Regions from separate parts of the Sus scrofa genome. Here regions 1 and 3 are each linked to region 2. Evidence: chromatin contacts called from public Hi-C and HiChIP or PLAC-seq data. All regions are on one chromosome and are shown on one strand. The core of a region is the stretch at or near the end of the contact, and the rest is flanking DNA. Distances in the headings are between cores, read along the strand shown. Region 1 has its middle 300 kb from the start of AKR1E2. Region 2 has its middle 16 kb from the start of KLF6. Region 3 has its middle 330 kb from the start of KLF6.

What was found. A called contact is a pair of places that touch in the nucleus more often than the background predicts. HiChIP or PLAC-seq counts read pairs in DNA pulled down with a chosen protein or histone mark.
Region 1: an H3K27ac HiChIP or PLAC-seq map of alveolar macrophages shows a contact between it and region 2. The contact joins two enhancer-like sites. A contact is called at or near these places in 2 of 2 datasets of contacts at active chromatin or transcription factors (alveolar macrophages and skeletal muscle).
Region 3: a Hi-C map of liver shows a contact between it and region 2, with 1.8 times the contacts expected there. The contact joins two enhancer-like sites. A contact is called at or near these places in 2 of 47 Hi-C or Micro-C datasets (liver and skeletal muscle) and 1 of 2 datasets of contacts at active chromatin or transcription factors (alveolar macrophages).

What each region holds. Positions count from the first base shown.
Region 1 is chr10:65,991,524-65,994,223 of Sscrofa11.1, forward strand. No RefSeq gene overlaps it. Among named protein-coding and RNA genes, the nearest start is that of AKR1E2, 300 kb to the left of the region's middle. Within about 2 kb of position 1,283, at least 2 of the 83 cell types and tissues checked have an H3K27ac peak or open chromatin away from gene starts, as enhancers often do. A contact at or near this core is called in alveolar macrophages, where this site is marked.
Region 2 is chr10:66,470,969-66,473,743 of Sscrofa11.1, forward strand. No RefSeq gene overlaps it. Among named protein-coding and RNA genes, the nearest start is that of KLF6, 16 kb to the right of the region's middle. Within about 2 kb of position 1,278, at least 53 of the 83 cell types and tissues checked have an H3K27ac peak or open chromatin away from gene starts, as enhancers often do. A contact at or near this core is called in alveolar macrophages and liver, where this site is marked.
Region 3 is chr10:66,159,656-66,162,721 of Sscrofa11.1, forward strand. No RefSeq gene overlaps it. Among named protein-coding and RNA genes, the nearest start is that of KLF6, 330 kb to the right of the region's middle. Within about 2 kb of position 1,751, at least 3 of the 83 cell types and tissues checked have an H3K27ac peak or open chromatin away from gene starts, as enhancers often do. A contact at or near this core is called in liver, where this site is marked.

The DNA of each region.
Region 1 (2,700 bases), core at 33-2,532, 480 kb before region 2:
TTTTAAGTTATAATTCACTAATACTGTAATTCATCTTCATACATTTTTTAAAATTTGTACTTATTATTTCTCACTTCTTCAGCTGAATGTTTATTTCATTCCTTCTTCATTCTTATTCAGTTACATTAAATTTTAAGTGTATAGGTTTTTTTAAAAACATGGCTTTGACCACACTGAATGTATTTTTATCCAGCGTTCCAATTGTCAATGTTTTACAGCTCTCACTTTCCATCTACCCAATAATTAATCGGAGTCATCATTTATAATATTAAATGCTAGAGGGGCTTTTGGTTATGTTAACTTTCCTCACTCAGTGTCTCTTCAGACTTTTGCCCACTAATTTTAGCGTCTATGATAATTCTTGCCTGAAATAAATTTGATTGTAATGTTTGTAAATGGTGATTTCCTCTTTTCACCATTCCTTCTCTATTTATATGCTGGCGTTATACCGTAAGGAAAAGCTTTTCTTCTCTCTCATTTATTTGTTTTGATTATTTATATCAGGAGAGACTCATGGATATTTGTTTTATTTTATGAGCTACAATTCATTACTGTCATTAACAGTTTTAGACCTCAAATTGTCCCACATTCTCCCTGCATTTATAAATAGTTTGCTCCACATTCTTATTACATACTCTTTAGCACAACAATTTATGTTTACCTCAGATTTTCCAATTTTATTGACCCAATAAAGTCTACTAATAACAATAAACTAAATTTCTGTATGCATTTATGTGATAGTTTAATGAAACCGACTCTTCTGTACCTATAAAGAGATTTTTAAAGTGTTATAAAGTGTAGTGAGTTACTAAGATGTACATGGTTTCTGTGTTTCAATGGTCTAACTCACCACCCGTTTCTTCTGCATCTATAAAAAACAATAGTACCTATTCCTCAAAAAAAAAAAAAAAAAAAAAAAAAAGGCATTAAAGTACCAGACTATTACACATAAAATCCATTGTAGTTGACTGTTACACAGAAAACCTATTTAGGTCAGCACTCATTCTAATTAATCATAATTATAAAATCAGCAATATAGGAAAAATAAGATCTAGTTACACCCCCCCCAAAAAAAACACCCCAAGCCCAAACTCCCACACCTTTCGTGTGCATTGTGGCGATTACCAAGAGAAAATAGTAACCATTATTCCTGAAAGTTTACTGCCTCCAACACTATGTCTGGCAATGACATTATGAGCCCTGCTTTGCTTCTATTTTCATTTGCTTGTGTTAGCACACTTCATTTTCTATGCTGATGCAATTTCCCCAAGGCTGTTCTACGCCTCTGGTCATTTGAATAAGAGGAAATTTACACATCCACGCTTGTGTCACCTCTGACGAAGAGTGCCTTATGTTTGTTTCTGACAAATTACTATCAGTTAATATACAGACAATTTATGGTGGCGATGAGAATGAACCTGGAAAGGGGATGGTTTGAGGTTTATAAAGTAAACTCAGCTAATGCCGGTCCTGCCTAATAAATCAACATCCAGTGCTCTGCTATCAAATACTAATTAATTCTTCCTTTCCTCCCTCATATTAATTTAGTGTCATTCCAAGTCTTCAGGGGAAAGTGCTTGCAGCTTTCATTAGGAACACGCTTACGCCATGCCAGAGATTTTTATTAATTGCAGTAAATGCACTGATTTTGGACAACCAAATTTAGAAAAGAAAGATGAGTTTGGAAGACAGCTCTCCCCTTTGGCAAGTATGATATTTCAGGATCTCAATAAATCTTTCTGAACCTAATAGAACTGGAAGTAATTTTTTCACATCTTTTTTAATACTCAGTCTGGTAATCCAATTACAAGGACTCTTATATTCCAACATTCATATTAACATCAACTTCAAAATACCAAATAAGATAAATGCAACAGATTAGTTCGGTATTCCTAGTCATAATATGATATTTCGCCCTATGATAAAGACTATGTTTGTATGTAATTTATATTCACAGATGGCCAAAAATATCCATTTAAACATTTTAGAACTCTGGTAGCCAGTTGAATCTCCTGTGTATAACTGCAAATACTTTTGGATATTTTAACTTTTTCCTGAGTTTACTGATTTGAAAACCACATGCTGGAGCCTTTTTTGTAACAATTTGATCTGGTGAGGAATTAAACAGAAAGTCAAGATGCTGTATGGCTTGACTGGCTGATTAACCCTTTGGTGAACTTAAATATCTTGGCCATTCATCATCCTTTGCTAGGCACAAAATGTGAAAACAGATCCTCAACCCCAACTTTCTTGTTATAGAAGAACAGAAAAATTACAGGTTATAAAGGAGGAAAACGCAACAAGTGGTAAATTCTGCCTCAAAGGCTGAGGGGATCTGCAGTAATGGAGTGTCTCTGAGTTCATGACCAAAGCCACAACTAGAGAGGCTGGGGACACGGCAAAGAAGGATTACCTCCATGGGGAGGCACAGCTTTCCCAATAACCTGGGTCAGAAACAGGACAGCTCTGGAATGTTCTTTCCAAATGAATGCTAGCTTTAGTGCATGTAGATTTTTCATTCTTTATTGAGATTTTTCACACAGTTCCACAGTAACGCACAAACGTTTTTGGATGTCACTGCATGCTTGGAAAGAGCCCTCTACTTTATTCTCTGGCAAGACCTGGAGTGGACACAAGAGTTCTCAGCCTGTTCAGGTGGGGAATGAATCAGAGATTCCGGCAGGCCACCTTGACCTTGGG
Region 2 (2,775 bases), core at 28-2,527:
AGGAGTTTCTTACTAAGAGTTTCAGTGCCCAGTCAAGAGGGCACTTATCGAGCTTCTCCCCTGGGCTGCTGTTCCGCAGTGGCATGCTCTTTGGAAATCGATGCGTCCGTCCAGGTGATTATTAAATATGGGGGACCCCTGCAAGGTCCTTCCAAATACCAAGAGAGGAACCCCTTCTGGACTCTGACCTGATGCTGACCTGGCTGTCACGGGGATCAGCGGGCGAGAGTCTAGATGATGAAATCAACGGAGGGCCTGCCAGGAAGTGCCCTCTCTCAGAACTCCTTTGCCATGCCCACCCCGATGCCCAGGCAGGCAGCTTGAGGTCTGACAGAAACCGAAAGACACTTAGTAATAAGGACGGGCGAATCCATATCGAAACAAGCCATTTTCCTTACATTGCTTGACACATTTGTGTTTACACTGAAAAAGCAAAAACCCCGTTCCATTAGTGGGAATTTAATTTTACTCTTTGAGCAAGTAAGTTATGTAACTAGCTAAAAGGAATGCAAAAGCAATTTGCAAACATGAAATTGCTTTAAGGAGTAAATGTACGATGATGCTATTAAGATTATCATCAAAATTCAATTAAATGTTCACTAGTTTTTAGTTATGAGAAAGAGAACATACACAGAAGTGAAACGCTAGCCAACCATTTAATAATAATTAATGGAAGCAACGTTTCCTGATTCTGCCCTGAAAGTTAGTGAAGCATTTCAAATACATTTTATAAAAACAAATTTAAAAACTACCTGGAGTTTCACTCCGCACGCCTTGGGAATTTGAACACTTTCACAGATGAAAGTTTAAGAATTTTTCTGTTTTGTGCAAAAAGTTTTCCTTTTATTTTTTTTTTCTGCTTCCTGTTGAAATGGTTACTTTCACCCATATATGGCTCCAAAGCGCACAAGCCATTGCAGAGTGCCTGTTGAAATTACTCACTCTTGGCCTAGAGCTAATTTTGGATTTCATTCCTCACAACATCTTCCGGGAAAGCGGTGAGCGAAAATAGGGTCACAGCGCACACGTAACTGCCGGCGGCATTCTTGAACGGAACCGTGCATGTTTTTGTATTTTGTTTACTTGGCCTTCGGAACATCTGTTTATAAAAAGTTGCCCCTGACTACTGGGAAACACGCTTTTCAGCGTGTGTGTGTGTGTGTGTGTGTGTGTGTGTGTGTGTGTGTGTGCGCGCCCGTTGGAGGACTTTGAACGCACTTGCTGATTGCAAAGCAAGGCAATAGCTTTGTGGTGACATCAGCTTCCACTCCCTTGTACCGGGAACTCACTGTCCTCAGAACTGAAAGTCGGGAGTGGGTGCCGAAGGTTGTTCGCCTGTGAGTGTGTTTCCTGCCGGGCCGGCTGACCACGCCTGGGAAGCTCACAGCCTGCAGCGTGCAACAAAGCTGCTGGTTCTTACAGGCCCGGCGTGAAGACTAGTTCCTCGGGTATCCCCGGAGCACGGCCACGGCCACGTAGAATCACCCCGGCAGCCAGCCTGCCCCAGCCTCCCCGGCTGCCAGCTCGTCTGGCCCTCAGAACAAGCCCAAAGGAGCCCCTCAAAACGCTCTGCCCCTTGTGACACGAAGGGAAGTTTTACCATGTGCTGCCGAGTGTGTGTTCCACACCCGCAGCCAAAGCTCTCCCTGCCAGCCCCTCCACGACGGGACAGGCACATCTGCTAATGTGCTTAGGGACACACAGAGCCATGCACTTCCTTCAGTGCGTCTGGGAGGGGCTCTACCCGGGGTTCCAAGAACCATTTCATTCCGAGCATAGAGGAGTGGATGGGACACACACACACACACACTCACACGCGAATGTTCTTCCTGACCCCCGTCTTCCCCCAGTAATTCGTGTCACTACATGAATCTCATTTCCTCAATGTCACATAGAAAAACAAATTAAAATGTTGTAAGACGTCTCTTTTTGCCCAAAAAGATTGAAAATCAGTTCTGAAGGGGAAACCGTGTTTTTAAGCTCTAGTGTGTTTGTTCTGTTTTTTTCTTCTGAAGGTGACTGTCACTGGGTCAACTTGGACCCAGACCGTGGACAAGCCCCGGCCGTGACGGGGGCTGCCCTTTCGGAGCCAGGAAGCACCAAGTAGATGATGACGAGGAAGACCGGGCCCCCAAGTAGCATCAGTGTGGACAACCACCGCAACAGACACAGAGGCTCGTTGTTTGCCAAGATGCCCAGTTCTGGCTTGTCTGTCTGGCGGGGCCCGGGGGGGCTCAGGGTCCAGAGGCGAGCAACGTGACTGCATACCGTTCAGAACCCCAAATCTGAAACACTAGCAATAGCCCCTGGATGGGGCTACTCTTATTTCTTGTTTCCGCTGTTTGTTTTTCCTTTGGGGGTGATTTTTTTAGGGCTGCACCCTGGCATATGGACGTTCCAGGCTAGGGATCAAATCGGAGCTGAAGCTGCTGGCCTACGCCACAGCCATAGCAATAACCAGACCCTTAGCCCACTGAGCAAGGCCAGGGGTCGAACCCACATCCTCATGGACACTTGTTGTGTTCCTGACCTGCTGAGCCATGACGGGAACTCCTGGTGCTACTCTTAACAGATGGGCAGAACCACCCCTCTGAGGAGCTCTCCTGGGAGACAGAATGAGCCGTTTTCCCAGGGGTGTCAGGAGCTGGCGGGAGGCACCCTCGGTCTGCAGACCGGGAGAATCTATGAAATGAGTCTGAGCATCCCCAGGCCACAGATGAGGGAACCGAGACCACAGCAAGGCTGGCTCGTGGTCTCACATTGGGAAGCTCTTTT
Region 3 (3,066 bases), core at 501-3,000, 310 kb before region 2:
ACTGTGTAAATGTGACACCTGCGTTTTGTCCCCACTGTGACTCCTGGTGCTTAAGTGTACGTTTCCCCCGCTGCCCAGCATCTGGAAACCCTTTGCCTACAGCTGTCACGTTTGTATTTTCCTGCTCAGGAGGTACCTGCACGCTCATTGCTTCAACTACCATTTGAGTAAAATCTCTAATCGGGATTATTCACCCACACCTGCGTGTCGATACTTTCGTATCTATTTGGTATTTCTGTAGGAATGTCTCGCTTTCCTGTCTCACACCTTCAAATTCTGCACAGTGTTTGCTTCACCAAGCCAGAGACCCTTTCCACTTCTTTTTTTGGCGCACACTTAACAGCAGCCCCCTGGGCAGTTGGCACACACGTAACAGCAGCCCCCTGGGCAGTTGGCACACACGTAACAGCAGCCCCCTGGGCAGTTGGCACACACGTAACAGCAGCCCCCTGGGCAGTTGCCCTCCCTTCCTCCCTCTCAGCTCTTCTGTTAACCTGCCACGGTCTGTGTATAATCCCCTCTTCCTTCAGCTTGGCCACTGGGTTTCTACATGCATCCCAGGGACTAGTAGGTGGGCCCCTTCATTTTAGGGATTTATTTCCCTTTTTTTCAGGACCTAGCATTGTGCGTGAGACGAAGTAGGCACGCAGGGACCCTCCCGAGCAAGTAAAGGGGCCGTAGACATGTGCAGTCCCAAGCTCTGTTCGCTCTTCCCGCGTGATTTCTGACCTGGCTTCGTCCCCTTCTTTGGCCACTCGGCACTAAAACAGCCCCTTCTAAGTGGCGATAAGTAGAGCCATTATGTGTCTCCTCTCCGCCAGAATCGACCCCTTGCATCCCCTCTGGAATGGGAAAATCCTGTTTCGTACACTCTTTTATTACCCTGATGCCGTGATGTTAGAGACCTCACTGCACTAGGAGCTCAAGATTGTTTGTTCCACTGAAGCGCAAGCTTCTGAACAGGCAGGGTTTCACCTGCACGTCCACGGGGAGCGTGCTTTAACTGAGGCACGCGGGGAGGCCAAGGGGAAGAAGAGAGAAGTAAGTTTCACTCACTTGTCAGATAGAGTCACTAGGGAAACGCTTAAAGCCCCGTCCTTCCAAAGAAATTCTCCCAGGAAAGCACCTGACTTGCCTGAGCTTCTCTCTTCTTCAAGCCTAGAAAGGTGCCCTCGTGAAAGAGAGACGGAATTCAGGCTGCCTTTCAGTACTTCCAACAAACACGAGCCAAAGATGACGTCTCCTATTGGGATGACAGCAAAACTGCATGAGGAACTGCCTGTAAATCCAGGTGTGCGTATCTCTGGGAGACACCTGCAGAGGACAAAGTATAAATTGAAAACATAATAAAGATAACCAGGCACAGTAATTGAGGCAGGCTTAGCATTATCTTCCAAGATCTTTACAAATATTAACCACATAATCCTTACATCAGCCCCGTGATTAACTATCAGTGGCCTCGAAATCATGTTTCAGGGCAGAATGGATAAGAAATCACAGTCCCACAGAGAGAGGGCGACCACTTGGGCTTTTTGACACCAATTTGAAGTGGAAAATTCAAGTAAAGGTGAACTTGAGGGCTTTTTGTAGATATTAACTCGTTGCTGCCGGTCCTTTCGGGGTTATCAAGGCTGAAACAAACAAAACAGTTAAAACTGTTTCAGTCTTGCCACGAGATGCAGAGTCCTTTCAGAAGCAACCGAGCGGACAGTGGCCTTGGGCAGAGGGCAGTGACCGCACAGGACCTCATGGCCACCAGACCAGCGAGGCTGTCCTGAGCGGCCCAGGGGCCCTGGCGTGGCTGGAGTGTGTGAGCACAGCACTGTTTGGCACACCTGGGACGCGTGTAGGCAGGAATGAGAAAGGGCGGACCAGCCCCGATGAACAGTCCTTCTCCCCTGAGTTTTTAAAGGTAGAAATCGTGCGTATATGTTTGCGTTGTTTTCTGTGTATGGAATTGACATACACGACGCTCCGCGCAAGGTGTGCAGCAAAAGTCTTCAGCACGTACATCGTGAAATGATTACAAGTGTTGCTGACACCCCTCACCTCGTATAGTTATTTTTAAAAAGAGGGAAAAAGGAAAAATGCATTTTCCCTGGTGGTGAGAACTTTTAGCCCTGCCCTGATCGACCGCTGGCACCGATGGTCACCTGGGGACCCTCACGGGCCTCCCTGCTTCGGGCAGAGTGAGCCCCCCACCCGAAGGAAGCACAGGTGAGCTCCCTCACGTCCTCCGAGGCTCACCCTGAGCTCCGGCGCGGGCATCAGGACACGGCCGGCACCAGCTGCAGACCCCTGCCCCCGACTCGCACATGGATGCAGCACAAACCCACAGAAGGCATCCAGCTCAAGGCCCCAAGTGCGCCAACAAAAACATCAGACTTAAATCTAACACTTAAAAATCCAAAGGTTAACCAGGAAATCATCATTTCTCCCTCGACCCAAGGACAGTATAAATAAATCACTGATAGTGGTCGCAGCGTTCGTTTCCATCACAGTCGCACAGACTCACGGGTCAAGGGTCAGAAAATAATAGCCCAGGAAAAGTTGTAATGATGGAGCGCAGTTGACCTTGGCCGTCAGGGACCAGTCTCTGACGGCCAAGGTGCTTCCAAGTCAATGAGATGCCTTTGACCTTGAAAAGTTAATGACTTCGAGAAGGTCAGCTGCCAGCTTGCAGTAGAGAGGCTTCGTGAGGCCTATGGGATAGACTCTGGTTTTATGCATGAACCCCCCTCAGCGCACAGGGGGCAAGCGTGTTCGGTCAGAAAATGAAACGCGTGCACTTAGGCAAGATGTTGCCGTACGTGTTTGAGGGAAGAGTCAGCCACGGGTGGGTTGACGGTTTGCTGCCTAGTCGTGGCACGTCGACTTCCCTTATGACTGTCTCCAGACACCCCGGGCTCAAGGACAAGGAACAACCTACGGAATCCGGGCGTCTCCATGCTGGGGTTACGAGGGACTCGTGGGCAACTTCTGCTTCTACAGTTTGTCCCATTCAAGCTGGTCGACGAGTTTGATTACAAAAATGCAGTCCTGTTGTTTCTGAATCTTTAACCCCAC